Linked DNA regions of Mus musculus: regions 2, 3, 4 and 5 are each linked to region 1. The links are chromatin contacts, called in public ChIA-PET, HiChIP or PLAC-seq and promoter capture Hi-C maps. All regions are on one chromosome and are shown on one strand. The core of a region is the stretch at or near the end of the contact, and the rest is flanking DNA. Distances in the headings are between cores, read along the strand shown. Region 1 holds the start of Frrs1 (ferric-chelate reductase 1). Region 2 overlaps Cdc14a (CDC14 cell division cycle 14A). Region 3 holds the start of Cdc14a (CDC14 cell division cycle 14A). Region 4 holds the start of Rtca (RNA 3'-terminal phosphate cyclase). Region 5 holds the start of Sass6 (SAS-6 centriolar assembly protein).

Region 1 (2,556 bases), core at 17-2,516:
ACATCTCCCCTACCTTGATCCATTTACCCATTATCACCTGTCAGGGACCACTGTTGTGACCCAGAGCAAATTATTTATTCTCACTCTCACTTAGGCTTCTTATTTTTGGAGGCAGTACCAGTTTAAAAAAAAAAAAAAAAAAAAAAAAAAAAACTACTTTGTAAGAATTAAATAAAACACCTAACCAGGCACACACTATTAATCATAGTAGTCAGAAGGCAGAGGCAAGCAGATCTCTGTAAGTTTGAGACCAACCTGTTCTATAGAGAAAGTTCCAGGACAGCTAAGGCTACTTAATGAGATCCTAAGCCAGGGCTCCGGATAAAATAGCCTTCTTTCCTTGGAATCTTGCCTAGTTGTACCAACCTGAAGTAAGTGTTCTTTTCTTAGAAATGTACTATTAGCTAATAGAAACTTGTATCACATTTTCCTCCACCATTGCAGACTTACATACCTGTAGCTGAACTGAAAGTTTAAAGTTTAGCTATGTTAGGAGAAATTCCAGAAAGCACATTTGTTAGTTGAAATTTTCCCTTTGACCTTAGACATTATGGAAAGAAAAAAGGAAAGGAAAGAAAAGCGAGGGAGAGGGAGAGGGAGAGGGAGAGGGAGAGGGAGAGGGAGAGGGAGAGAAGAGAAGAGAAGAGAAGAGAAGAGCGAGACGAGACGAGACGAGAAGAGGAGGAAGAGAAGAGAAAAGAGAAGAGAAGAGAAGAGAAGAGAAGAGAAGAGAAGAGAAGAGAAGAGAAGAGAAGAGAAGAGAAAAAAAGGAAAGGAAAGAAAAGAAAGGAGAAGAGAAGAGGCTGCTGGACATGCACAGACATAAGAACACACACACACACACACACACACACACACACACACACACACGAGTAACTCGCACATGGGCAAACTATGACATTAGGTTTCAATGCAAAAGTCAAGTTTCCGTTGTTCAATTTTTCTTATGGAGCACAAATTAAAGTCAATACTTTTCGGGCCCTCATGCTCGTCTGTCCTTACAACTACCCCATTTTGGGGATTAGGGCTCTTTAGTCAAAGTCACGAGGCATATTGGGAAACTAAATCGCTAGACAGATCAAGACAACCCTGCCGGCGAGCGCAGCCCTCCTCCAGCCTCCTGACTGCCAGACCACGCAAGGTGCCTGCTCTCGCCGCCGTCGCCCAGCTAGCTCTGATTTTTATAAGCTTTACCAAGAGTCTTGACACAGAAAACTAAACAGAACGGGCTCTTACCTTGAGCAGCAGAGGCAGCCTGAGCAACTTCCGGCTTGGCTCCGGCGGGTACCGCGGAGCTGCAACTAGGCGGAGCCAGCTTACTGGGAAACCGGCAGGGAAGGCTGGCGACCCAAGCTGCCCTACCTGGTTTCCGAGCCCGGGATGGGCTTTAGGACTGCACATGTGAAACTAGAAGGGTTCTGTTTCTAAAAAATAAAAACGCTCTGCGTGTTTTTAACTCACTAGCTACTGTTGCACTGAGCAAATTACACTTTCCTTGGTTTTCTCTACCAGCCTATTTGAATGCATACCTGTTGCCTGTGACTCAAAGACAAAGGCACCTGCTCCTCCTGCCTGAGCGAGGTAGCCATATTCAGCAAATAAGTAGGATACCCAGTTCCACTGCAATTTCAGTTAGCAGTGTGAGTACTGAAGTACGCAGTACCACAGGCATGCTGATGGCTTGGTTTGGTTTGCTTTTTAATGACTGGCTAAATATAGAATTGAAGTTCACCGTGAGAATTTACAGGACCACCTCCGCCCCCTTTGTTTTTGTTTTGAGACCGGGTTTCTCTGTGCAGCAGCCTTAGCTGTGCCTCTGCCGCCTTCTGGGTTAAATGGGTGGACCACCACTCCCAGCTTTAGTCCTTCTCCCCACCCCACCCTTTTTTTTTTTTTTTTTTTTTTTTTCTTAAATCTAGCAGCACTCCACATACTATTTAGTTACCTACAAAATTTTGTAAAGAAATCGTAGCGCACAGTTTTGTTTTGTTTTGTTTTTGGTGGGGGGGGTGTGAGACACTGTTTCTCTGTGTAGCCTTGGCTGTTCTAGAACTAGCTGTGTAGACCAGTCGGGTCTCAAACTCACAGGGATCCTCCTGCCTCTGCCTCCACATTGCCAGGATTAAAGGTCTGCACTACCACCACCCAAAGTGCACAAATTATAAAAGTTGAAAGGACTCTTTCGAGATTTCTTTTTGTAAAGTACAACTTGAAATGCGTGTGGCTGTGGCTTCCCATTGTCTCTTTTTAGTCTGTGCCTTGCATTATTTTGCAAAAGAACATGTTCAGTGCTAGGGAAAAAAATCTATATCTGAAAAATGTTAACCACGTCGTCCTAACTTGGGAGGACGTGTGGGTTGGGGGAAGGATCGTGAGGCAGGCTTTGACCTGTGGTTACCCATTGCGCAACACCAGTAAATTCTTTAGATCCATTTGAAAAGAAGAGATAGGAAAGAACACCCACCTCTGAACGGCCTAGGAAGAACTGTTAACATTTAACAAACGCCCCACCCTCAACCCCACCCGCCCCACCCCCGCAGCAGCCACCGCCCCAGA
Region 2 (2,556 bases), core at 35-2,534, 490 kb after region 1:
TGTATTTTCTATAAAGTAAGTGTGTGGTAAGGTAGGTCTGTGGTTGCCTTTACTTGTCTGTGTTCTCGTTTGTGGAAATTAGTGAGCGATGGCATGTAGGAACCTGCTTACTTCAAAACAAGACCTTTGCATGCTTAAGAGGGATCAATTCTTTTCTCTTCTTGAAGGACAATCTTGTCATGTGGCATTTGTTTGCAAAGTTCAGGCTAATGTACAGACAAATGACCACAGGATCTGTTCTGTAAACACCCACCTAGTGGGGCAAGCTCTTGTTTCTCCTGCATTCTCCAAGCAACAACTCTTTGGTAAACACTGGAAGAGAACAACCAGTTCCTTGTTTGAGTCCATTGTTAGTTTTCTCTTCTTGAGTAAGTTCAAAGAGAAGGCGCTTACACATTACCAGGCAGGAGCTGTGAGACCTGAGTTGTATGCAGTGTGGCTCTGCCTTGAAAGTTTGCCTTAACATCTCCCCCGCAAACTCCTCAAAACCCAGAGAAAACCAGGAGAAAGATATTTGAAAATGTTTTGAAATTGCTTATTATTTTTGAGATAAGGTCTTGTGATGTCACCCAGGCTGGCTTCAAACCTGAGCTCCCTGTGTCTTGATCTCTGAGTGCTGGTGTTACAGGCACACTCTGCTACATTCAACTAAAAATTTAACTTAGAGAACACTGTTGTTGTTTAATGTTCCTTGGTTACATGATCTGGTTACTGAATGAACACTGAGAGCCTGGTTTACCTTCTCCATTCCTGGCAGATCTCAGGCCATGGTTTGATGGAAAACATCCAATCTTGACTGGGCTCCATCTCTGCTTTGCAGCCCTCTTGCTGTGTGTGCTCAGAAAGTGTTTCCTTCCCAACAGTTCCCATTTGTTACCACAAGGAAAATCTCTCCTCTTATCTCTGCCCCACTTCTCATTGCCCCAGGTTTTAAATCAGCCTTAGATAAAAATGTCAAATATTAAGGAGAGTTATGCATTTTGAAATAGAATTGACATAAATATAATACAATACTGTTAAAACAATTGAAGTAGTTCAGATTTCAATGTAGAGTCACTGAGAATGTACTCATTCATTCCCTCACGGTTTCCTTATTTTTAAGATTTTACTTTTATTTATTATTATTTTGTGTGCGAGTGAGTGCGGGCAGGCACACATGTGCCCTGGTGAACTCCGAGGTTAGAGGTCAGAGGGCAACTTTGTGGAGTCTGTTTCTCCTTTCACTTTTACATGGTTTCTGGAGACTGAACACAGGTTGCCAGGTTGTCATCACTGGCTTCAACTTTGAGCTTTGATCTTGGGTAAAGTATATCCGGAGTTTGAGATATTTGCCTTTTTAAGTAAGCTTTGAAGTGTAGTTCATTTGTAAGTGAAAGAGTTATCATACAAAATGACAGATGTTTGAAAAACTTAAATGTTTAATCATGACTTACATCAGCCACTAGTATCTTGATCATAAACATGTTCTGATTTGAGCCTGATTTGAACCGAGTTTTACCTAGAGGTTGCCTTCTGACAGTGACTGATAGGTTATACACAGGCATATGCTTACCTGGGTATACATGTATGTAACATGTAACCTGTGGTTACTCCAGGAATATGAAGGACTTAGGTACTCTAGGGGCCACACATTTTCTTCCATCCCCCATTCTGTTTTTTTTTTTTTTTTTTTTTTCATGTGGAAGAGGTTTTATTGGGAGCGAGAGACAAGGTGGCAGCAGAAAGAGAAGAAGAGGAAAAGAGAGAGGGGAAGATTTTCTATTGGTGTGGTTTTCTTCGGTTTGCTTGGCAAAGGCTTGGCCTACGTCCTTATGATTTAACTGTCGGTGATGTGTGTGTTGGCACATGGGCTCGAATCAGGCATAAGCAGTCCACGGTGTCATTGAAACAGTTCTAGCAAGAGATGTGCGACTGTCCCAGTCGCATCATCAGCTCTGGAGAGACATCTATTCAGGCTGATTATGAAAATTCTGCTTTCCATGAAATTAAATGAGGAGACACATGTGGCTAATATCTGCAATCCTCCCAAAAAACAGCCCATCAAAGGCTCCCGCTAGCTCCACTCTGGTTGTATCCATGAGAGAGGTGGAAGGAGTGTTTCTCATCCAAATGAATTTTGAGATAAACACAATCGTGTCTGCTGCTTGTCATCTGTCTACTTAACCCAAACTCCAGATGAAAATGTAGAGATGTCATGAGGGCATTTCAGAGCAAACAGAACCTCAGACAAACAAACGAAGTCACAGCCCATTTCTATGAAGATGTGGGATGAAGGATTTTTAGGGTAGACGTAAGTGATGGGGTGGTGATGTGAGGCCCAATTCTGCTTCCCCCTTACGGTACATTGTGTCTCCATCTTTGTTAGGCAGTACTGTGTTCTTCGTTGCTGACTTCCTGGTCTGTGGTTTCTATTGGATTGGAAGGGTTTTCTATATACTGGCTTCAACCAGACTGCAGAAGATAAGATTCGGTCTTATTATTGTGTTTTAATTAGAATACCGAGCCTGGTAGATTTAAAGTAGACCAGACGCAGGCCGTTGGGAACACAGTGGGTTT
Region 3 (2,556 bases), core at 30-2,529, 440 kb after region 1:
TTTCCAGTATATCAAAGTAGTATCCACTTAGTTTTGTGCTTGTTTAGCTTTATGGAAAGCCGGCAGAGCAGAAGAATGGCCTAAGAATTGCCTCCCTGGAGTCAGTGTTCCAAGTTGCTTCAGCCGGCACTTTGCTCGAGCGCCCCCTCTCTCCCTAGAGGTCAACACGCAACTGCGAGCTTTCAAAGGCTTGCACAAATCCCCGTTTCAAGGAGAAACCACTCAGAGCGCATGCTCTGGTGATAGTGGTTCAGTAGCGCCATTTTCGTAAGGGAAGGGCTGGCCACTAGTTCCGTCCCTAGGGCTCCCAGCATTAAAGTTCTCCAAACTGGATCAAAACGTTGCCGAACAAGTCCGGGGCCTCCTGGAGAGGAGCCTTTGTACTCCTTTGCAACGCTCCAGCCAAGACTACAGAAATCTTCTGTTCATTTCTCTTGTGGACAAGAGATCCTTTTCCCTCTTCTCCCTTCGCCTAGGATAGCCTACAGTCCGAGACTAGAGCCTTACACTTCTGGTGTAATTTTGCGCTCACACCTGTGGCCAAAATGAAAGGACTTGGAGAACTGGACGGGAATTTTTTTCCCCCTTGAGAACAAAGCCTAGGTGAGAGCAGACTCTAGTACTTACAGGGCATCAGTCCGTGTACTCAGGAGCTAGGAGGTATCGCTTCTTTTGAAAATTGGTTATAAAGACACAGATCCGATAGTGGTGAGAATAGGGGTTGGTGGAAAGATAGCTAGCGGTACGACCCGACATGGAGAAGGTCTGAGGTTTTTCAATGTGTGTGTCTGCGCGCGCGTGCGTGTGTGTCTCTGTGTGTGTGTGTGTGTGTGTGCGCGCGCGCGAGTTTAGAAGAAACTGAGTGAAGCAGGAAAGAGCTTGAGAGACAAAAAAAAATCTGGTGTGGAAGAAGAGCTAGCCGGTGCAGACGTGGAGACAGCATCTCAGCCCGCCAGGCAGTCGCAGCTTCCTGGGAGGCATTCACTCCTCTCTACCCATCCTTTTTCATTCATAAGTTTGTGGCTCCGCCTGACATCCACCCCACCCCCACCCCACCCAGGCAGAGGGCCAAGTTTCCTGTGTAGCAATTGGTGAAAGGCAACAAAGCCTTAGCAACTGGCTCCTAGTGACCCGCGGGGCGCCTGGTAACTGGGGCCCGAGGCCGGCTCAGAGAAAGGAGCCGAGCTGTCCCTTTAAGGGATGGCCGCGGAGTGGTGAAAGTGGAGGGGGACGAGGGAGGGCGGGGAGGCAGGTCTGGGGGCGGACCTAAGAGGAGGAGGAGGAGGAGAGGGAGGAAGAGTTGCTGCTGAAAGGAGGTGGCGAAGGAGGAGTCTGAGCAGCTGCTACTAGCCCCGCGGACACCTCCGGAGTCCTGCCCGCTGCCGCACGAGTGGCCACGGGCGCGATCCGGGCCAAACGTCTTGTCCTCCATGATCACTTTGGGAGCCGGGGAAAGACTTTGCCCGGCCTTGGGAGCTGGTGTGCGCCGTCCAGGTTTGGTGGAGACGGTGCAGCGCGAGAAGGAGGAGCTGCAGCTCGAGAAGCAGCAGCAGCCGCCGCCGCCGCAGAGTCCGGATCACAGCGGTTACAGCCCGGGGCGTGTGCGTCCCGCGCCCAGCGGGTTCGGTTCCCCACGGAATGTCCCCGGGGCGCCCCACGCGCTGACCCTGCAGCTGCCTCCGCCTTGGGCGACTGCCTCCTCCCTCAGGCAGGCTCGGTGATTGGGACCGCGAGCTCCCAGCTCTTGGGCAGTGGGGAAGCCCCCGGGGGCGGGTGACCTCAGCTGGCCACGACCCAGCCCTCCCCCGTGCGGATCTCGCTTAAGATGGCAGCGGAGTCTGGGGAACTAATCGGGGCTTGCGAGTTCATGAAAGGTGAGGAGCAGCCACCCGGCATCCTCCGGCCCTTCCACGCCACTCCCCCCCCCCAACTCCTCACGGCTCACCCCTTTGTCCCAAGCCTCTATGCTGGGTTTCTTTTCGGGCCCTGTGTCCCTCAGTACTGCGGCTCGGCGCTCGGGCCCCTTCTCGCTACTCAACTCCCGGAGGACCCCCTGCTTCCGGCTTCTTTTTTCGCGTTCTCACTCCCTCTGCAGCTTCCTCGTACCCGGACAGTGCAGGCTTCTCTGCTTGGGATCCTCCTGCAAACCTATCTTGGTGGGGAGCCTGCTGGTTTTAATCCTCCATCCGCTAACTCTCTACTTCCTCGGTGGCTGGCCCGTGTTTTTGGGACACCCCCTACCCCCAACCACACCCCCCTATCTTTCCTTCCTTCCTCTTGAAGTCTGCTAAGCTGCAGCGGCAGAAGCTCGCCTCTTTTCCCATTCCACCGCAGCTGAGGTCTGAAGGTTTCCGAACCAAACTTGTGTCTCCAGTTTTGCGGGTACCCACAGCTCCTGTCTGCACCCGCCCGCACGCAACCAGGGGGTGAGGGAACTCAGAAGATGCTCTGCCCCCTGCTGGGTCTTCTAGCCTCTTAGCAAGATGTGCTTTTGGGGCTCTGTAGCTTTCTGGAAGATCCTGTTTCTCCAAGAATCCCACGTGTTAAAGGTCTTTA
Region 4 (2,556 bases), core at 29-2,528, 350 kb after region 1:
GGCTCACAATCCTCTGGAATTCCAGTCACAGGGAATTCGATACCCTCTTCAGGCCTCTGTGTACAGATGAATGTGTACACATTATGCCCATTCACATAATAATAATTTTTAAAAAGTACAACATGTATATTCGCACAGCAGCCTTGCTTCAATGTCTTATTATTTCCTGTCTGTAAAATTATATCACTGGTATCTCCTTTTTTTAGGTTCTTAGGCCGCTAAACCATCTTCTGTACACTATAATGGGTTTGTGCCTCTCCCTTTGGTTTAGCGGACCATGAGACAAGGAAGTTTCTCTGAGTCTCATGCTAGGCCATGGGAAAAGCCGGAGTTCCCGAGCCAGCCGGGGGGCAAGTTTGTCATCCAAGAAGAGATTTTTTTTTAAAAAAAGATTTATTTATTTATTATATGTAAGTACACTGTAGCTGTCCTCAGATACCCCAGAAGAGGGCATCAGATTTCGTTACGGATGGTTGTGAGGCACCATGTGGTTGCTGGGATTTGAACTCAGGACCTTTGAAAGAACAGTCGGCGCTCTTAACCACTGAGCCATCTCGCCAGCCCCAGGAAGAGATTTTACAGTTCTAAAATCTGCTAGACCACTTTGCAGAAGAGATTGAGTCGATGGCAGGTCAGTGTTGGCCTGGACCACACCTAGATTAGGACTGCTTGCATGTGAATCACTGTTGCTCTCTACTTAAACCTAAGCTTTCCATCAGAACCCTGAAGATAGACTAGGTTTATTTATTTATTTTTTTCTCTTCCCAATGGGACCACACGTAACAGATCTCTTCTTTCTGCCTTCCATTAATACTTATTTCTTGGCTTGGCTACTGAGAAGGTGTTGGCTGAGCCTACTTTGTTAAGGCCTGCCAGGGGCCAGGCTCTGACGGTAACATTTCAAGTAACCATTCACATCTTGGAGCACGTTCCAGATTGATTTAAGTAATCTACATGCTTCCAAAATACTGTGTTAGTACAGTATCGAAATTAGGCGACAGTGATGTTTCATCACACAATTCAGCCTCATTTCCCAGTCTTTGAGGTACCCGAGGATGCTGGAGAAGGCAGTGCTTACACATGATTGGGAAAATAAAATACCAGCCTGGGGGATAACTGAAGAATGTACCTGTTGGGGGGAAAGGGCTTCTGGAGCCTGAAGGTTTTGCTGTGTCACCCCCTTGTGGCCAGCCCAGTTCCCTGCTAGTTTGGGTACACAGTCGCACAACGCCCCGCGCGGCCTCTCTGAGCGCTGGGTGGAGCGCATGCGTACAGCTGCCGGCAGGGTCCCCTGGGGAATTCGTTTCCACAGCAACAGTTTCCCGGGAGGCGCGGGTTCTTTCTCCTTCCGGCGAGCTCGGCCCGGAAGCGCACTATCAGGCCTGCGGGCTTGCGGGCGCCTCGTCTTTTGCCGGTTGCAGCAGGGACGTGGTCGCTGCCGGCCGGGCTCAGAGGCGCCCGCCATGGAGGGCCAGCGGGTGGAGGTGGACGGTGGGATCATGGAAGGGGTGAGTGTGGGACTGCTAGGGGCCGGGGCGAGCCGTGGCGGCGGGGGCCTCCATTCAACCTCTGTCATTTCTCCACCCCGGTGCTCTCTACAGGGCGGCCAGATCCTCAGGGTCTCCACCGCCCTGAGCTGCCTCCTGGGCCTACCCTTGCGCGTGCAGAAGATCCGCGCGGGCCGCAGCACGCCGGGCCTCAGGTACTGCGGGCGGGCGGGCGGGCGGGGAGTTTGGGTAGGGGGCCTGGGAGCCCGGAGATCGGAGCCCGGGTTCTAGGGGGGAGGAGGCCCGGGCGGCAATTAAGAGTGCGGCCTTTGCTCTCCGTTTCTGTCCATAGGGCAGGCCGCTAGTTGTCCTTAGGACGCCTTGAAACAGGGTAGCTTGTCCATGTTCTTGTCATGGTAGGTTTATTGTTAATTGTTCTTGCAAGATATCATCTAGTCCAGGGTAATCCGGAACTTCTCTGCTAGGGTGAATAACCTTGAACTTTCGATTCTCCTGTTTCCACCTCTCAGATGCTATAATTACAGCTGTGTGCCACCATGCCCAGTTTATGTGGTTCTGGAAATAAAACCTAAGGCCTCCTCCACACTGTGCACGCCCTCTACCCACTGAACTACATCCCTGTTCCTCTAATCTCACCCTCTCTTTTCATAAGAATAGCAGTCAAATTGTATTACCGCACCCCCTAATAGCCTCCCTTATGTTGATTGTACCTTTAAAAGGCCTGTTTAAATGATCACATTTTGTGTGGGTTGAGGCCTCAAGGTGGGAATTTAGGGATGAGGAGTACATAATTTAGGTAGTACTGGTGTCACGGGGTGGTCATTGAATGAAATCAAAAGCCCCAGACAAAGTTCTCCTGTTGGAAGACATCACACTTGTTTTCTGGCCATTGCTTTTGTAACTGTCATAGAGTGGGGTATAGGCAGTCTGATGGCACACGTTTTGATGCAGTCTTATGACCTGAAGGCCTCAGCATTTATCTGGACTGGAAATGGTTCGTGATTTGTGTGGCGGGCACCTGGAGGGAGCAGAAATCGGCTCAACAGAG
Region 5 (2,556 bases), core at 26-2,525, 270 kb after region 1:
GGGTTACACATCAGTGGTAGAGCATGCTAAGTGAGGGCACCACTTCAACTGTCAAAATCAAACAAACAATAAGACAATTAAATAACCTACAGATTCCTATATACGGCTGATGTTTTAAGTCCATTTTTCTGACTGCTTTGCTGGTTGATTCTGGACCTAATTTTAAATCGCATACCACAGTTTAACAGTCCAGCGACTCAATACATCAGTGTCTTCTTTTTGTTTTTGTTGTTTTTTAATTCAACATTTTTTTCACCGTTTAGTTTCTACAAACATTTTCACACCTGGTCTTCATTGCAATCAAATGAACAGCTAGACATATTAAATCAATTTAGCAAATGAGAAAATGTAATGTTCACAGAAACTAACAACTAAAAAGTTATTAGTAAAAGAGGGAAAAATCAGATCGCCTGTGGTTAGTGTGGCAAGTTTGCATTCATCTGTGCGATAAGATACCCTAGTGTAAACTCTGTGAAGATCAAGGTATCCCCAGGGGTCCGACGAAGGGCTTTACGGGTTGACTTATGTTTTGAATGTACAGAATTCCTGATTTTTCCAGTTTTGGGAGTTGGTTAAATGATTGAAACTGACGTGCGGATGAACCGAAATATGTCACTGAACGTTTTGTTTTGTTTTTAGATGGAGTTCTAAAGCTTCACCCCCAGTGTTCTTCAAAGGAGAGCATGAGTGAAGGGCCGGGCGACCTGAATCCTAGTGCGGACAGCTCCCTGAAGTCACCGTGAAGCTTTTGTGGAAATGACAGGGAGAATCAGAGTTGCCACCCAGAAAGGACAGGCTGGGCTCTGTCCCGCTGAGGGCCAGAACACGGACGTGAAGGAGTCGGCTTGCCATTTCCTCATTCCCTTTCCTCGCGTCCCCTCCGCAACGGCCGGCCCGGCCACAAACAAAGGTATCCATTAAGTCCGCAGGGTCCCTTCCCGATTCCCGGTGTGACAGTCCGACACCCGCGGACCGACCGATCCCCACGGAACCCAGCCGCCATCTTCCCCATTGGCGCGACCCCAACCGCCACCCGCCGGCTCCGGGAGCTCACCTCTCCTCGCAGTCTTTGCATTTCACTAGCAAGGGAACAAGCTGCTGGAACAGAACTTGACTCATGTCGGACCGCTGCCCCGACGGGAGGGTGAAGAAGCCCAGTAGGCCCGGCCTTCGGTCCCGGCTGCAAAGAAGAGCCGGTCCCGATGAGTTTGAGTTTGGCGCTCAGCTCCCGCGGAGGAGGAGGGAAACGATAAACAGAGGGAACGAAGGAGCTTTGGACCTCGTCAGCCACCGTCACCTTTTTCCGGTTCGGGCACCGACCGAGCCGGGCTGATGCGTCATTTCCGTGGACCCACCCCCCTCAGGCGGCCACGTTTGTTAAGGGAAGTGGGACCAAAGGGGACTGACAACTTTGGGCTGAGCCAGGCTTTCAAAAGGACCCAGCGTTATGGAGGCTCCGGCGGCGACTTCGCCCTCGATCGGATTTCCCATCGACGGCAGATGCAACTACTTCGTAGAAAAGAAGAAGCGCTTCTGCAGGATGGTGGCGGCCGCGGGGAAAAGGTTCTGTGGCGAACACGCTGGCTCCGCCGAGGTCAGCTATCGCCCTCCCTTCCTGGGAGTCGCGGGTCTGTGGGTGCTGGACCCCAGTCTCGCCCCTTTGACAGGTTCCTGCTTCCGTCCCATGGATTTAAGTAAATGCAGTTCTGCCCACCGCTCGGAGCCGCGAGGAGCCCCCGAGGAGCATTGCTTTCTTGTACTAAAAGCTCCCTCTGCTGTCTCAGAGACCCTTACACTCATCCTTCCTTCCGCTAGTCCCCCATCCTCAGGGGAAGTGATTATTTTTATAAAGGAGTGCTTGAAAAAGATCACTAGGTTTTATTAACTGGGTTCTAATTAATTATAGTTATTGTTTTTGAACGATAACCACTTGTGAATGCATGGGGAAGAAACTTAGAAACAATTTTTGTTTGTTTGTTTAGACTTGTAGATTAGTAATTTGCCTGTTCTTTATACATTAGGAGCCACTAATACTTTTGCACTTACAACCAAAATGTCTTATGACATTAATGTCTGTTGAGAGACAAAAAAAAGAAAAAAACAAAACAAAACAAAACAAAAAACTTTGCTTTCAACTTTGAAGTTTGTTATTTTACGTTTATTTTTCCTTCTCCGTCCCAGAATAATAATTACAAGTTCATAAGGTGTTTTCCTGGAGAGTTAAGTCTAAAGTCACAGGAAGCCTCATTACCCTCTACACCAAAAAAGAAAACATTTTACTAACCTGCTATACACTGTTTCTAAACTCAAACAATAGATTTTAAAAATGTGTGTGTGTGTGTGTGTGTGTGTGTGTGTGTGTTCTGTGATTACGCTTTGAAAGTTAGAGTACTATTTCCCTTGAAAGACAACTTTCTGTTTTTGAGATGGGGATCTTGCTGAATTGCTCATATTGGTCTTGAACATCTGATCCCAGGAATTCTCCTGCCTTAGCCTCCCAACTAGCTGGTCTCCATCAAAGAATCACACTGGAATTTAATTTAAAAGTCTATACAT

The links. Promoter capture Hi-C pulls out the DNA fragments that hold promoters and counts their contacts. ChIA-PET counts read pairs in DNA pulled down with a chosen protein or histone mark. HiChIP or PLAC-seq counts read pairs in DNA pulled down with a chosen protein or histone mark.
Region 2: a contact with region 1 is called in an RNA polymerase II ChIA-PET map of memory CD8 T cells, with 8 read pairs. The contact joins the enhancer-like site here to the promoter of Frrs1 in region 1. A contact is called at or near these places in 1 of 484 Hi-C or Micro-C datasets (the G1E-ER4 cell line), 4 of 115 datasets of contacts at active chromatin or transcription factors (bone marrow-derived macrophages, fetal liver, memory CD8 T cells and 1 more) and 1 of 9 other capture datasets (liver).
Region 3: a contact with region 1 is called in an H3K27ac HiChIP or PLAC-seq map of microglia, with 8 times the contacts expected there. The contact joins the promoter of Cdc14a here to the promoter of Frrs1 in region 1. A contact is called at or near these places in 4 of 39 promoter capture datasets (cranial neural crest, embryonic stem cells, hematopoietic stem and progenitor cells and 1 more), 9 of 484 Hi-C or Micro-C datasets (CD4 T cells, CD8 T cells, the G1E-ER4 cell line and 3 more), 8 of 115 datasets of contacts at active chromatin or transcription factors (the 230-238 cell line, bone marrow-derived macrophages, embryonic stem cells and 4 more) and 3 of 9 other capture datasets (adipose tissue, liver and macrophages).
Region 4: a promoter capture Hi-C map of the HPC-7 cell line shows a contact between it and region 1. The contact joins the promoter of Rtca here to the promoter of Frrs1 in region 1. A contact is called at or near these places in 23 of 39 promoter capture datasets (the 3T3-L1 cell line, 3T3-L1-derived adipocytes, the C10 cell line and 15 more), 9 of 484 Hi-C or Micro-C datasets (CD8 T cells, bone marrow-derived DN2 thymocytes, bone marrow-derived macrophages and 4 more), 10 of 115 datasets of contacts at active chromatin or transcription factors (the 230-238 cell line, bone marrow-derived macrophages, craniofacial prominence and 5 more) and 3 of 9 other capture datasets (adipose tissue, liver and macrophages).
Region 5: a contact with region 1 is called in a promoter capture Hi-C map of hematopoietic stem and progenitor cells. The contact joins the promoter of Sass6 here to the promoter of Frrs1 in region 1. A contact is called at or near these places in 12 of 39 promoter capture datasets (the C10 cell line, the HPC-7 cell line, the SN4741 cell line and 6 more), 6 of 484 Hi-C or Micro-C datasets (cerebellar granule neurons, embryonic stem cells, myocytes and 2 more), 11 of 115 datasets of contacts at active chromatin or transcription factors (the 230-238 cell line, bone marrow-derived macrophages, effector CD8 T cells and 7 more) and 3 of 9 other capture datasets (adipose tissue, liver and macrophages).

Annotation. Positions count from the first base shown.
Region 1 is chr3:116,860,390-116,862,945 of GRCm38.p6, reverse strand. It overlaps Frrs1 (ferric-chelate reductase 1), which reads right to left and starts at 1,266. Exons shown (of 17, transcript NM_009146.3): 1 at 1,237-1,266.
Region 2 is chr3:116,373,404-116,375,959 of GRCm38.p6, reverse strand. The region is part of intron 4 of Cdc14a (CDC14 cell division cycle 14A); the gene reads left to right. Among named protein-coding and RNA genes, the nearest start is that of Cdc14a, 49 kb to the left of the region's middle. Within about 2 kb of position 1,284, at least 42 of the 459 cell types and tissues checked have an H3K27ac peak or open chromatin away from gene starts, as enhancers often do. A contact at or near this core is called in memory CD8 T cells, where this site is marked.
Region 3 is chr3:116,422,755-116,425,310 of GRCm38.p6, reverse strand. It overlaps Cdc14a (CDC14 cell division cycle 14A), which reads left to right and starts at 1,279. Exons shown (of 16, transcript NM_001080818.2): 1 at 1,279-1,874. The coding sequence starts at 1,826. Gm40125 (a long non-coding RNA gene) reads right to left here and starts at 1,060. Exons shown (of 3, transcript XR_867571.3): 1 at 628-1,060.
Region 4 is chr3:116,506,897-116,509,452 of GRCm38.p6, reverse strand. It overlaps Rtca (RNA 3'-terminal phosphate cyclase), which reads left to right and starts at 1,278. Exons shown (of 11, transcript NM_025517.3): 1 at 1,278-1,508; 2 at 1,602-1,702; 3 at 2,475-2,556. The coding sequence starts at 1,464.
Region 5 is chr3:116,593,677-116,596,232 of GRCm38.p6, reverse strand. It overlaps Sass6 (SAS-6 centriolar assembly protein), which reads right to left and starts at 1,275. Exons shown (of 17, transcript NM_028349.3): 1 at 1,055-1,275. The coding sequence starts at 1,119. It overlaps Trmt13 (tRNA methyltransferase 13), which reads left to right. Exons shown (of 12, transcript NM_030016.3): 2 at 640-1,594. The coding sequence starts at 1,448.